3 separate regions of the Sus scrofa genome follow, and all the other regions are linked to region 1. The links are chromatin contacts, called in public HiChIP or PLAC-seq maps. All regions are on one chromosome and are shown on one strand. The core of a region is the stretch at or near the end of the contact, and the rest is flanking DNA. Distances in the headings are between cores, read along the strand shown.

The links. HiChIP or PLAC-seq counts read pairs in DNA pulled down with a chosen protein or histone mark.
Region 2: a contact with region 1 is called in an H3K27ac HiChIP or PLAC-seq map of alveolar macrophages. The contact joins the enhancer-like site here to the promoter of ZEB2 in region 1. A contact is called at or near these places in 2 of 5 promoter capture datasets (fetal liver and skeletal muscle), 19 of 47 Hi-C or Micro-C datasets (adipose tissue, alveolar macrophages, brain and 12 more) and 2 of 2 datasets of contacts at active chromatin or transcription factors (alveolar macrophages and skeletal muscle).
Region 3: a contact with region 1 is called in an H3K27ac HiChIP or PLAC-seq map of alveolar macrophages. The contact joins the enhancer-like site here to the promoter of ZEB2 in region 1. A contact is called at or near these places in 5 of 47 Hi-C or Micro-C datasets (heart right ventricle, liver, retroperitoneal adipose tissue and 1 more) and 2 of 2 datasets of contacts at active chromatin or transcription factors (alveolar macrophages and skeletal muscle).

The regions. Positions count from the first base shown.
Region 1 is chr15:7,496,360-7,501,386 of Sscrofa11.1, forward strand. It overlaps ZEB2 (zinc finger E-box-binding homeobox 2), which reads left to right and starts at 2,520. Exons shown (of 10, transcript XM_021076506.1): 1 at 2,520-2,984. LOC110257199 reads right to left here. Exons shown (of 2, transcript XR_002339482.1): 2 at 2,871-2,964. It overlaps LOC110257200 (a long non-coding RNA gene), which reads left to right. Exons shown (of 2, transcript XR_002339483.1): 2 at 1-567.
Region 2 is chr15:7,694,576-7,699,602 of Sscrofa11.1, forward strand. It overlaps a transcript of GTDC1 not described here. Among named protein-coding and RNA genes, the nearest start is that of GTDC1, 32 kb to the right of the region's middle. Within about 2 kb of position 2,221, at least 3 of the 83 cell types and tissues checked have an H3K27ac peak or open chromatin away from gene starts, as enhancers often do. A contact at or near this core is called in alveolar macrophages, where this site is marked.
Region 3 is chr15:7,641,324-7,646,350 of Sscrofa11.1, forward strand. No RefSeq gene overlaps it. Among named protein-coding and RNA genes, the nearest start is that of GTDC1, 85 kb to the right of the region's middle. Within about 2 kb of position 2,893, at least 9 of the 83 cell types and tissues checked have an H3K27ac peak or open chromatin away from gene starts, as enhancers often do. A contact at or near this core is called in alveolar macrophages, retroperitoneal adipose tissue and subcutaneous adipose tissue, where this site is marked.

The DNA of each region.
Region 1 (5,027 bases), core at 1,270-3,769:
CTCTCGGTCAATCGGGAAGGGTGTGTGCCAGGGGCGTGCCAGGCAGGGGCGGAGGGCAACCCACCGGCGCTCTCACCCTCACAGGGACAGCTCACATGCCACCATCTAAATATCCACATTAATGGAAACTTGAAAGATTGCTTTTTTACCCTAAATCAAATACTTGCACATCGGGACTCCCAATGCCTTGTTGAGGCTGCCTCCTGCCACTTGAACAATTACTGAGCCCAGAGTAATCAGATGATTAGGTGTTTTTAATGGAAATACTTGTCTGTCTCTTTTTTTTTTTTTTAAGTCAGATCCTAAGTAACCTCACATTAATATACATAATAAAGACAAGTAATTTGTTAGCCTTTCAATAGGATCCTTTGACCTGAGGTTTTTGTCAGTGAGTGTGTGTCTGGGCTGGAAGCTCCAGTGGCTACCTGGGTTCCTGAGGTAGAGTATTGTCTGGAATCACTCCATGCAAGGGACAGCTTTTTCCTAGAAATGGAAGAGGAAAGGCTGAAAAGCAAACTTCTAGAGAAAGCTGGAATTGACTTTTTTTTAAATAAAAAAGTGGGAAGAGAAAGAAAAAAGGACATTAATAATAGAAATAAATCTCAGAAGAGGAAGTTGATAAGTCATATATTTATAGAGATAGAAATATTAAAAGAAATGCACAACATAAGGTGGAGAATGTGCCTGACCTCTGTTGGAAGTCTTTAGTTTTCTTTTTTTATTATTAATTTTACACTGATGATCTTGAATGCTCCTCTACAGGTAATTTATCTGTAATGGGATGGGTGAGAAGATTCTCAGTGTAATAAATACTCAAGGTGGGAAAGAAGTGAGTCTGTAACCAATAGTGAAAATGTACTTTCTTGTAGGCTAAAGTCAGAACTAGCTGTGGTCATGCTGGGTGGCTACTGCTCCCCCCCTTAAAAAAAATAAACATACAAAATACAAAGACATGCACCTCTGGGAGTGTGGATGTGGCAACTCTTGTGGTGGCTTTTCCCTCCTCTGAGTGCAATTGCCAGTGAGTCTTGCATTCAAAGTCTTGCTTTAGGCACACATTTCAAAGCACAGTTCAAAGCAGTTTATCTTAATATAAGTAAAAGTCTAGTGTTGGATCAGGGTGTTATTTGTTTCAGATTTCATCAGACTGAAAACAGGGGGCTGTAACATATTAACAATATTAAAGCAGAAAATTTTGGCATGAGGCTGCTCTTCAGTCCTCTTGACACCTCCACCTTTACCTTTGCAAGAAAGCCCAAAGGCAGTGGGACTGAAAGTTTATTTGTGCTCTGAGGTTCTCAAGCACTTTCACTCTTAAAACAACAACAACAACAACAACAACAAAAAAACCTCACAGTTCTTTAAGAAACTGAGCCTGAACCACTGGAGGCTAAGAGATTTCTTCCTTTTCCTATAAATGCCTGTGCTCAGCATCCTCAAATTTGGCTGTCTTTATTTACTTCTATATTAGTTCCAATTATGTGCAGTGTAAACCAGCTTTTTGATTAACAAAACAGCAGAGCATTGGTTAAGAACACTTAAACTTCAAAAAAAATTCCCCTGGGAAGTGGGCTCTGAATTGGTTAATAATGTGCAGTACTTGCTAAATTGCTGACTTCCAGATGTGGAAAATATCTTTCTTGTTTAGGACCTATGTAACCTGATTGGATTACGACAGAAGCGTCACGTTGGAAGCTTTTGAGTGATTATTTAATTAACCATACAGTAGAAAGCTGTATTCTCCAGGAAATCCCTTCCATATTTACATAACCAATCCCTTCAGAGCAAAGGTGGAGTCTTTTCTTTTTAATTTTACTTTAATTGCAATATCAAAAAATGTATACTCCAAAACTTAGACCCCATGCCGTTTAATATCATGCTCATCCTTCCCTGCTAAGTTCCTCTATGGCCTTTCTCCTATTCCTCCTGCCTCCCTACACACACACACACACACACACACACACACACACACTCCCTCACTTTGTAGTGAGGTCTCCGTGAGATGTAGAGAGACTCAGAGATCGAGGCAACTCAGCCCGCTATGTTAATTCACTTAGAGACCCTTTTTAAAAATGCCAAACCACTTTTTAGTATTGGGATCCAATCCAGAAATTCATCACACACACACACCCCCAACACACACCCTAAAATGCAGTTCACATGCAACATTTTTTTTTTCTGGCTCTGGCATCTAAAAAGACAAAAAAATAAGAGAAAGGGCAAAAAATTTAGTTCCAGAAGCTGTGCTGAGAAATCCACACAACTTAATGTGCATCTCAAATCTGGTCATTAGAGATATCTGTATAAGAAGAAGCGATCTGGATTGAAGAACCGGGATCTTTCCCTTTAACTTTCGCCCCTTAAGAGTTCTCCAGTTCTGTGAATGGTGTGCACCGTTTTCCGCCCTGTACTCTGTAGGATTTAGTGATGAGGAGATGAGGATAATGATGCCAAAGGCTTTACGGGGGGGGGGGGGGCGTGGAGAAGGGAGGGAGGGAGGCGAGAGGGAGGGAGAGAGGAAGGGAGGGAGGTGGAATTTCATTTCTTCCACTAAAGCGTTTGCGGAGACTTCAAGGTATAATCTATCCCAGATCCTTTCCCAGAGAGAAACTTGGCGATCACGTTTTCACATGATGCTCACGCTCAGGGCGCTTCAATTATCCCTCCCCACAAAGATAGGTGGCGCGTGTTTCAGGGTCTCTCTCTCTCCTACAGAAAAGAAAAAGAAAAAAATGTCATTAGAAGAGGCGTAACACGTCAGTCCGTCCCCAGGTTTGTGTTTCCTGGAGTGGCCGAAAGAGATCAGTTCTAACCTGCTCCGCAGGAATAACGGTCCTGCCTCCCGACACTCTTGGCGAGGTTTTGTACAGTTTGCTCCGGGAGCTGTTTCTTCGCTTCCACCTTTTTCTTCCCCACACTTCGCGGCTTCTTCATGCTTTTTCTTCTCACCATTTCTGGCCAAAACTACAAACAAGACTTCGCAGGTAGGTTTTTTTCCCCCTTTTCTCTCTTTTTATTCCTTTTTGGCATGGTCATCCCCCACCCTCCTTTCATGATTTTCTCCTTTTAAGTGAGGATGGGAGTCTGAAGTGCGAAGGAGTGTCTGTGGGTAGGAATTTCAGGTGGGTTTAGCTCCTTTACGGCAAGCTTTTCCCAAGAGTGACTTCTTGGATTTCTCTCTCACTCCCTCTCTCTCTCCTTCCTTTTCTCTTTTTTCCTCCTCCAAATAATTTGCCCTGTACCTGTCCATTCAGGTAACCAAAGGTGCCTTTTGCTACCCAGCCTAGGAAAAGTTTTATTGAGAACTATGTGGTTGGAATAAAAACTCTTCAGGGGGAGAGGTTCTGCTCTATTGTCATGTCTAATTCCAATTCATTGTATTCAGCAATTAAAACTTGGCAAATACCTGTTAATAATTACAAAACTTGATGGATACAAACCTACCAAATTCGGGAGCAAGTCTTTCTCTTAGATATGGCAGTCCAACCTTTTCTACCGAAGAAGGCTGTTTTCTAAGCAGAAAGTTGCTTGTTTTTGTCTGCTTAGCGAGTTTCATTTCTTTATTTCATTCTTTGTGTGTGTGTGTATGTGAAGTAACACCTCACTTCTGTGATGATAAATAAAGAAGTGAAAGTCCTCATGGAACTTGAGTCGTTTACCAAAGTAGTGGGGGGGGGGGTCACTACAGTTGGGAAGAAAACTGTCAGGATATTAGAGTTTTAAATTAGGGATAACTTTTGAAATTGTATTTCAAATGGCAAAGTAATATAGACATGGATTTCACAGGAGACACATACATACAAATATTCCATGCCATACTTTGGCACTGAAAAGTCAAGAGAGATAGCAGGAGTTCCCAGGAACAGTGGTGAGCCCCGCTAACATGAATGTGTTTATCTCCCACTTACTTATATATTTTACATGCTCCCCCTATAATGATGAAGGCAAGATTACTAACTCCAGAGTTAGAAATAACAGGCAAAGATAAAGTTTACAGCACAAATGCCCTGTCTCTCCCTCACACACAAATGCTCATAAAACTAGCAGCTTACTTTATTAAACATATATTTATATGCAATCGTGTGTAAGTCTCAGCATGAATACAGACAGGCCAGCTGTTTCATCCCAGATACTTGTGTGACCATTTCTTTATTTCAGGAATTTTTCCCAACAATTTCAAATCCATAGGAGAGCCAAGAAATGAGAAAATGTGTTAAAAGTCTCCCACTATGCCTAGGTTAAATTCAAGGTGCTTTCTAAATCATCCACTTCCCCTTCTTTCTGCCCACCGCCCCCCCAACCTCCACCCCTGTCAGCAAATGTGTGGAAACTGATACTCACTTTCCAGGTTTTCCGCAAAGCCTTTAGCACAGGAGACAATAGGTGCGGGACGTGGGGACTGAGTGTGCTCGGCAGAGAAAGGGTTAATGGCCCTTGTGTTACAGTTTGCATCTGTTACATCTTTTATAGCCCCCTGTTTAAACTAATCCTCGAGGCACAGCATCTTCCCAACCTCCACCGAGTTTCGGGATTCTCCTCCTCTCCAGCCTGCCTCTGAGGTTCCCCTTCTCCAAGTTTTGACAGTTTCAGCTGAAAAAAATGCAGCGCCTCTCTCGATTTTTAGGTACAAAAGTTTCGAAGCCAGAAAGGATACGATCGTTTAGTAGAGCTTAAAAGTATTGCCGTCGCGGTTGGACTTTCTCTTTCCTTTCTTGAGGGGAAAAAACAATTTTCTACTGGAACTATTTAAGGGAACCAGTGTGGGGGAGCATGTGTGTGAGTGAGGTGGGGGGAAATACTTAAGTAAATATTGTCAAAGTGGCGAAGGTTGGGGGGAAGGGACAGTGTCCAAAGAAGCTTATAATTATATTTTTTATTGCGGCGTGAAACGGGAAATTTTAATTTGGGGGCGGAGGTGAGGGGGGAGGAAGAGACAGTGCCTCGATAAACTCCGAAAGGGGAGGGGAGGGGGCGCGGGACGAGTGGGCTTCCTATAATTACTATTATCAATTTGCCCAAGTGTGCTT
Region 2 (5,027 bases), core at 971-3,470, 200 kb after region 1:
CAAAATGCCGATTTTAAGAATGTCCTTGATGAGGCAGTAAAAATTATTAGTTTTATTAAATCTTGATCTTTGAGTACACTGTTTTAATATTCTGTGCGATGAAATAGAAAATATTCAAAAGGCACTTCTGCTGCATATCCAGAATATGTTGTTTGTCTCAAGGAAAACCCTTATGTGATTTTATGAGTTGTGAGCTGAACTAACCATATTTTGCATGAAACATCATTTTTACTTGAAAGGATGACTACCAGACAAACTATGATTATTTAGACTTAGATATTTGGCAGTCATTTTCTTGAAAGTGAACAAAGTGAGACTGTCATTTCAGGGAAAACAACCGACAATATTTGTTGCTGATGATAAAATTTGAGCTTTCAAGTGAAAATTAAAATTTTGGAAAACTTGTATCAACTGCTGTGCTCTTGTCAGCTTCCCAGTACTTAAATATTTATCTGATGGGATGAGTGGCGATATGAATGAATGTGAGTTTTTGCTATGGTATCAATTAATTAATTATGTTAAAGTTTAGAATATTTACATAACTCAATGAACCAATATTTTCTAAGTGATCAATGTTGCAAAATTATGGTAAAAGATTCTTATAAAAGCAAGTAACATACAGATTATACTGATAATTTATTTTAGCCACCTAAATACTGACTGTTAAAGGCACAACATATTTAAATCAAGAACAAATGAGATTCCAAATAAAGATATAAGGTGTGAAAACAAACAAAACCAAAAAACCAAAAAAAACAACAACAAAAAAATAAAAAGCAAGTAATAATACCAAAAGCTTCTGTGATTTTAGATTTGTTATCACAGCTAACCTGTGAACTCCTACTTGTCAAGTTTTGGTGTAGTAACAAAGAAGAACATTCATAGTTATCTGAATATGTTATTAGTATTAATGTGTACTTCCTTTTTTCTCACTACATATTTGTCTGGGGCTATTTTTTAAAAATATAGTTCAGTCAAAACAGTGTATCACAGTGGGCTGTGTGTAGAAGCAGATAAGAGAATCTAGCTGTCTTCTGTTAAGTTAGACATGAACGAAATTTGCAAAAGTTATGAACGGTATCATTTTTATCACTAAGCTTTTTTGTGTAAGAAATAATTTTTCATAAATTATTTACTGTATTAAATGTCATGAAAATATAAAGTGAATCAATATTTAAAATTTTCTCATTAATTCCTAATGTGGTTAATATTGATAATTATAACTCATATTGACAAAAACTCTTGAGAGTCCTCAATTTTAAGAACACAAAGGAGTCCTGATACTAGGAAGTTTGAGAACTGTTTCTTTAAGATGAATAAAGTTCTCAAGTTTTAATCTTTTGACTATTTCTTTGGAATATGGACAACATCTCTTTAGTTTCTTTTCCTGGTTGTAAGGGTATGTCACAGGAGTTCTCCGTCATTTCCCATGCAGGCAAAGGTGTTTTTATAAAGATTTTCATTTTTATTTAAGATTGACGCTACCTACTTATATGGTTGCCTTGAAGAATTGAGATTGTGGTCAGTGGTCATTCCAGTCAGTGTATTCATTATTGATACCACTCTTTTGGTTGTGAGCTATTCATGCAGTTTTAAGACCTGTTCACCATAGCAAGCTACTTCAGGGTTGTAGTGAAGTTCATTTTGCTGAAAATAAACTGCTATTTTCTCTGAAGTCTTTATACTACGCTAATCTGTCTACTGTAAAGTCTTCCTGACATTTCATAGCTATTTTCTAGAAAATCCACAACTTATGAGTGAGTTTGTGAATTAGTCATTTTTGCAACAATATAATATGAATTACAGATGGGTTCTATAGTGCCATTAATAGTATAGGAATAGCCTTGTTGTGGACTATTAACAGCTTTCTGTGGGGAATTATATTCTGAATTATACTCTTAGAAGTCTAGCCAGATATATTACCCCATTGCAGTGCAACAGTGGCAAGAAACCCCCTTTTCCCGCTTACAATAGAAATGAATGTTAAAGCTTGACTAGAAGCAAGAGAGACATTGTGAAGCAATGTTCTGGAGGTGCAGTATCCTAGGCACCTAGGATAACCTAAGTGGGTAGAAGGGGCAACAGTCTCAGATGAAGCAGTTATGGTGGAGGGAAAAAGGAGAAGGGATGTTTTGGATGCTGCTTGGGGGTGATATATTCCCTTTTACAGCAGTTGCTAAAAAATAAGAAGTGGTTAGTCCTAGGTTGGGAAATCCATTTATAGAGTTTTGTTGTGTTGTGCTCCTCTGTTTGGTTATTGCATGAACTGAGCTCAAGAAATAGAAGGCAATTGCAGAGGTTGAACTTATGGATTTATAGGCCAAAGGTTTTAATGTAAAAGGCAGTTGATGAACTTCAGAGGTATTTATGATCAGAAAGAGTAGTGGAAGCCAGGAGAGTGGTGGAACATGCAAGCTATTCACAGGGACCCCAAACAGATTCATGTTGTAGAGTGATTGTTAGGGCAGGCATAGAACTGATAATCAGCTGGCACAGTTCAGTCAAGGAGTGCTGTGACTCATCCTGCTGCCCTAGGGTCTCTAATAGGAAATATAGACTTTTAAGAGAGGTGTCCCACAGGAAGCCTGTTATGGAGAATGGTGGATATAAAGCAGAAATCCAGAACCAGAAGAACTTGGGGACTCAGAGAAGACCAGCTTTGGAGAACTAGAATTTAACTTGAGGTTGAGCTTGTTTTCTTCCTTCTCAAGAGCATTGTTGACCCTTTGGATTGAGGCAAGGCTGAGCTAAAGTGGAAAGCAAAGTGACTATAGTTAGCTGTCTACACTGAAGTGACACACCTGCCTGAGAAATATTTGTTAAACCAACTGATGAAAGTATGGCAGGGGAACAACTAGGTCGTCACACCCACGTTCTTCATGTAGCAGACACTTGGCATCATATAACCTAACCACTAAATACTCTCTAAGCCAAGGGTGAGCAAACTTTTTTTTTTTAAACAATTTTTAAAGGAAGTTCCTATGTGGTACAGTGGGTTAGGGATCCAACATTGCTGCAGCTGTGGCGCAGGCTGCAAATGTAATGCGGGTTTGATATCTGGCCCGGGAACTTCCAAATGTCACAGTTGCAGCAAAAAAAAAAAAAAAAAAAAAAAAAAAAAAGCACCAGATAGTAAATATTTTAACCTTTATGGGTGGCATGGTCTCTGTTGCACCTACTTAAGTCTGTCATTGTAGTGTGAAAACAGCCATAGAAAAATACATAAATGAATGAGCAGTTATGTTTCAATGAAACTTTATGGAGACTGAAAATTGAATTTCATATAATTTTCACTTGTCATAAAATATTACTCTTTTTATTTTATTTTATTATTTTTGGCTGCACCCATGACATACGGAAGTTCCCAGGCCAGGGATCAAATTCAAGCCACAACTCAACCTATGCCACAGATGAGTGAATGCCAGATTTTTAACCCACTGTGCTGGACCAGGGATTGAATCTGTGCCTCCACAGTGACCTGAGCTGCTGCAGAGACAACACTGGTTCCTAACCCACTATTCCAAAGCAGGAACTCTTGTTAGTCTTTTAAAGAAACTTTTTTTCAGCTATTAATAAATATAAAATCTGTCTTTAGATTGTGGCTATGCAAGAACAGGCTGTGGGCTGAATTTTGGACCGTAGGCTCTAGTTTGCTTTTGTTTTTAGGCAAATAAATGGCAATTAGTTATGATGCAGAAATTTTATTAGCATTAATGAAATAGATGTTTCTTAGGACAATGCTGTTGGTGACACTTCTTGTTTTATAGGTGACACTGATGATAAAAACCCGTTCAAGAATTTAGATGTGACATCTGCAGCAGGTTCAGATCTCTCAGCTAAAAGACAGACTGGATACTTCGTAAAGATTTTCATCTGTTGTGCACAGAGAGCCAAAATCCGTTACTGAAATAGACTGTCTGGGTGAACTGCCTGCTGGGTCCAGTGATGCACTAGTAGACAAAGAAGTTGAAAAAGAAGGCTGGCATATTCTTTGGATAACTGGCTGAGTGTGACACCAATATGGCATCAAGCCCTACTATGATTCCAAGGACTTCATGATTAAATAACTGATTTTTTTGGGTGGAAGTAGGGGTGGATGAAGTAAATTTGATCTTTACTTGGGGAATGTATAATGTATTACCATCCCATAATGATGTATGATAATTGGCTTTGGTCATCAAACTTTAGAGATCCTGTCTATTTATGGGACTTAATATAGTTAACACCTTTTAGTATTGAACTTTCTGACACTAAGGGAAATGCTATAAAGAGAAATATCTGCTTAACCTAAAATAGTTTACCTAAAAAGTTTAATATAAGGACTGTGATTTTTCTTTGGGGGATTTTTGAAATTTTGCTCCTCCCTAGAGTATTTAAATTATATTTCTATTTGCAGAAAGGCTACTGTACCTAGAGTTTTTTAGGAAAATATCCTTTTGTGTAGGATCTTGAACTGGATAGTGAGTAGATAATCATACTGTACAGTGTTAATGTGCATACAACAGTTAATAAATTTATAACTACAAATTAATAAGAGCTATTAATAAATTAATATCCAGATCTGTTAACTAAAATCATTTAAAATGATTTAATGAGCAGATGTGAACTGGAAATAAACCTGTGTATTTTCTAGAACTGTTGAATCAAAGGAAAACTGGAACATCAGAATATTCTCTGAACCAAATCAATATTTTATTTGATCAGAGTCCCTGCTTTGGTATACATCTATTTATACTGGTTACAGAGGATTTGAAAGCAGTGCAGGGAAATGAGTTGGGTAGATTCAAAGTTGAATCCCATTTTTTTCCTCCGTGAATATCCAATATTTTTTTTCATCTAGCATTCAACAAAAACTCTAGCAGCCCAGGATACAAAACAGATTACATTTTATATAGTTCATACAGCTCATCCACAAACAGAAAAAGATTTCCTTATGACTTACCTTGAAATCTTTATTTAAGGTCTGTACTATTCAGTTTGCCAGTGTGCCACTGCTACTATTGCATGTTTTTGGTCAGAGTGAAGTG
Region 3 (5,027 bases), core at 1,643-4,142, 150 kb after region 1:
CAATATATCCCGCAGTGAAGGACAGTAGGAGGCATGAGAAAAGGTACAATTTCTATCAGAGATTTTTAAGTAAAATGAAATCCATATGCTTATATCACAGAGCAAGTGAGTCCCCGGTCCTCACTATTCTTTCCCAGGCAATAGAACTACTTCCTTCTTTTATAAGGACTGCACCATAGATGCTACTAGAAGATGCTCTGCATTTGTGTCTTAAAATTGCATATGCCAGAACCCACTGTGAGTACCCTCTGCATTTAGGGAACTGTGAGTAATTGCAAAAGAGGTAGCAGGTCCCATGGTTGCTTTGGATGGTGCACAATTATTTACATGAAGTTAAGACAAACAAGTGGAAGAGAGACAAAATAACCTTTTGCTGACAGGAATCTTCTGCAAACCAATATATATGACTAAACTGAATTTCTGGAGTCCCAGAGACAATTACAAAACTTTTTTTCTCCAGCCATTGTGACAACACGCCTGACAAATTCCATCAGCCTGCTTTGTCCCAGTGTGTGAAGCCCACAGATCACGAAGGCAGTTAGCTGGAACTTTAGTTCCTTGGGGTCAACATCGAAAGCTTCATTTATCAGTGTGTGGTACTGAGTGTGCCCTGACCGCAGGCTTTCCCTGAAAGTTGCTTTTCTTGGTGTTCTCACAAAGTTGCTGATGTGAAATGGTTCTCTCATGATTTTGCTTTTTTCTCCTAAAGCTAAGGACAGCAAAACCAGAACATTTAAACCGAGGGTTCCGATGGTATTTCCTGGTCAATACAAGGAAAGGTCGTAAAGGATTCTTAGATTCCTTCCTATAAAGTTTACAATGTGTGAGAGTAGTTCTGGTTAAGGGAGTTTTCCCTGCATGATCAAGAAGCTCTGTGGTAGAGGGGTGAGAGGTTGTGCTTTCTCATGCAAAGACCTGGATTCGAGTCTCGGCTCTGTCCTTACTAACTGTGTGAGTCTGGCCAAGTTACCTCACTAAGCCTCAATTTACTTACCTTTAAAATGGGAATAATACAGATAACTGTCTCACAGATGGTCGTAGGACTCAGACACGACAAGAGATGTGCCAGCAGTTTGCAAACAGTCGCTGTGGCAGGCCCTGATAGAGGGGCAGAAGCTTGCCGTGTATTTATTTCATCCACTGTCCTTTTGACCCTTTTCCACAGTGTCCTTTCTTCCCTCCTGGGTTTTGAGGAAAGTCTCCCTTTGATAACCTATTCCTAGAGTTAAGTCCACAGAGAGTTCTTGAAAAGGAACACAATCATTTCAGTACTTAGATATTTCCCAGCATGTAATTTTTAGGGGGCTGGGATTGTCTCAAGATTCATCCTCAAAGGGACCCTTTGTTTCCTGGTGGGCGTGATCCTAGGGTTACTGAAAGAGGAAGGAATGCTTGACAATTATCAGTCCAATGAGAGGCCTCAGAGCATGAGAACTGAGGAGGCTGTTCTGTGTGATTCTAGATAGGCAGTGTCTCCGCTGCTCTGAGCAGATAATCCAGGGTGATAATGAAGTAGTCACAAGGGTAAACCTTTGTAACAAGGCTCTGCTCACAATTCGAACCTTCTCGTTAGCCCTTTTGCATATTATACACAGAGACTTTTAAATCAAGAGATAGCCTTGTCTATCAGATGAATCGGCCCATACGGGGAACTTCTTTCGTAACTTGACAGAGACTCAGGAGGGGAAGCTGCTGGAGATGAAAACTGATGATCCACATAGCAGGAAAAGGTTTATAGCTTATGATTATTGTTTTCCTTTGGCTAATTTTAATTCTGATGAATACTAAGTTTTCTTTGGTACTTTTTGTTCCTTAAGTCTTTTTTTTTTTTTTCTGTTACATTGTTCAGCCAAGTATTTCTTAAGTCTCTGTGAAAACAACACCACGTATTTCTTAAGCCCATGTAAACAAACATTTCCATGAAGACGGGCTTGAAAAATATATGTAGATGGCAACCTGAAGGCCATTCCTACTGTAAACATGAAAAGACTTGACAGATTGATAGGTAAATAGATAGGTAGCATGCTAAAATGATGTTACTTAAAATGAATTAGAATGATGTTAACTCTTGCCATCCTGTTTAGTTACTTTCTGCTCCTCTAAATAGTCTAAATAGGTGGAATGCCTTGATATATTCTCTCTTTTTTGGCTTATTAAGATCAGGGTTTGTTAAAGTATTTTTAAAAATTTTATTTTATTGAAGTATACTTGGTTTTTACAATGTTCTTGGATGGAAGGACGCATGTCCAAATTCTTTTCAAACAGGTCATTTGTAAGTGTTTACTGATTGCCAGTCAACACCAGTCGTTGTGTTAGACAGCAGGAATAGATGTGAAATAATAAATATGGAAGCTCATGTGCAAACAGATTGTTACAGGGGCAACAGAGAGGCAGGTGTTCTGATCCTCCTGTGAGACCTCTGCCCAGGGGAGCTAGGAAAGGCTTCAGAGAAAAGAGGCTGTTTGAATTTGGCATTGAAGAGCCTATAGGAGTTTAACAAGTTGAGAAGAGAAGATAATGCTGGAAGGTACGGGAGTGTGAAGAGCTGCTGTAGGAACCATTTTCCTCAAGGGTTCAGCTATAATAAACTCCTTCTATGGGACCAAGTTGGACTTCATATTTGAACCAGAAAACAAGAAATCCACACTGTAATAGATTAAATTATGTCTACTCTCCTCAGTACTAATTACCTATTTTTCACAGTTGCTAATGAAGAACTCCACAAGGTAGCAGTATTTGGGCATGAGCTTTGTTGCTGGTGAACAACCTCCTTGCCTTATCGGGGGAAGGGGAGAGAAAGTCACTTCAAATTGCCTTCTGCCCACTATGGATAAATATGGCTGGAACGTAACCGGGAAAGTGATGCAAGCACCTGATTGATGGGTCATCTCCCACTTAGAGTCTGACCTTTCACCCAAAACAACACCATCTAGTGACTTCCAGATGTGGATGCTTGACCATTAGTAAGCAGTCAAGACCGAAACCTATTTCCTCTAAGTTATGAATAAATCGGTGACTTATAAGGATATCATCTCAGTATGACAAACACTGAGAGAAATTTGAGGAAATAAGCATTTTAATGAAGCTCTTTTTCTATTCCTCCTTCCTGAAAACCATATTTTAGAGTTAGCCTTCCTAACAGGAAATAGAATAGCTTGACAAAAGGAACCACACTGTATATCTAAACTGGCAGCATATTTGTATGGTGTGGTGTGATACGTATGTTCGCCGCCCTTTACTGGTTAAACTGTATTTCATTATCATCTCCTTATTTTCCACTTCTAATTCTAGCAGACCCATTTCCTATAAACAGGTCAGCTCTCTAACAGTTTTGAGCCTAAAAATTCTTTTTAACTGCTTAATCCCAACTTCATTAAGCAGTGTTTCCCCTCATTCTTAATTGTAGCTCCTCGGGCACACACATAACAGGTCTATTGCCATAAATGGGGGAAAATTAATTTATCACCAATTCCAACTGCATTGTGCATATGGATATTTATGCCATCTGTGGTTTTAAAAACTGCTAGGATTAGGACTATTTGATATTATTGTAATGAATCCGTGGATTTGATCATTATAGTAGTACAACATAATGATACCACACAATGCAAGAATCCTTGCAAATCATCAAGTTAATGCTTTAAATTCATTTTATTTAAAAATTGTTATACTTTGTTTAATTTAAAGAGTAGATGTTTTCGGTATTTTAGATTTGGGGATATTGTTTTTGTTTCTTGTGTTATTTTGTCATTTTGGCTTAACCTTTGTAAAGTTTAACATTCTCTATTATTGGTTCAAACCCCCTGAGTCTCTGTAGGTGTGGTAGTGTTCCAGAATGCTGAATCATAGGATGTGGATACTGAATAATTTTAAATAATGGCTACCAGTGAAAATGACATTACCATATCCAGATGTCTCCCACACTGTCCAAAGTCCAAGATAAAGCATCACATTGTCATTGACTTCTCTTTCCTTCTCTTCTCCTCCCCACTCAACACTTTCCCTTACCCTCTCCTTTCTCCCCTCCCCCCTTTATTCCTCCTTTTTTCTCTCTCTCCCTCCTCCTCTACCTCCACCCTCTCCCCCTCCTTCTCCTCCTTCTCTATTTCTTCCTCTTCTCATTCTTCAGTATGGACTAAAATTGAACCAACTACCTTATTTTGTCAGGGCGTTATTATTCTTTTGCATCTGAAAACTTCAACTAGAAAAAGGTATGATTGGATTTCCTTTACATGGTATGGAAAGCCCTAGGAAATAAGCTTTTGAGAAAACCAGGCTTCATATGTGTTGTGCTTAATAAACCAACAGCATCACAGGACCTTGAAAGACTACCATTAAACTAAAAGTTCTGTGTTCTCAAATTGAAAAATGAATCTGACAGGAAATATTCTGGGGATTTAGGAATCCATACCCTAAAGAATTCTCTTACATTGAAAGAATAAAAGCAATACCTATGGTTGAAACAAATATTTGAGTAGTAAGAGCACTCAAGACCTGAAACTTATTAAATAAAAAACATTAATTTTGTAATCATGAAGCTTCCTTATATAGTCAATGATATATCTTCAGAGATAATTCAACTACAGAAATTATCCCATACAGAGGAAACTCAAGATCTATATCTGACCTTTATCTAAATATAGCTGTTATTTACTTGCTGTCCAATCATCCACAGCTACTCTTTCATTGCTGTTTTAATGAATGTATGAAATCAAATAGTACAGTGCTTAATTTCTGGCAGAGGCAGCTTCCCTAGCAAATCTCTTCCCATTTTTTGCTGAATTGAGGGCAATTTGCTGATTTTACACTCTTTTTTCCACCCTGTGTATTTACATTTATTAGGAAAAAAACAACCTGATGTCATGCTATAATGTTTTCTCACAATAAAGAAGAATTTTTCGGTTACTACCAAAAAAATTCGTTTACATTCTAAGAGTGGATTAATAAGTAATACTCAGCTTAACCAATTTTCTTGCATAAAATGTTGATATCTTTCTTTTAGAACTAATTATCTTCTCTAGTCTCCT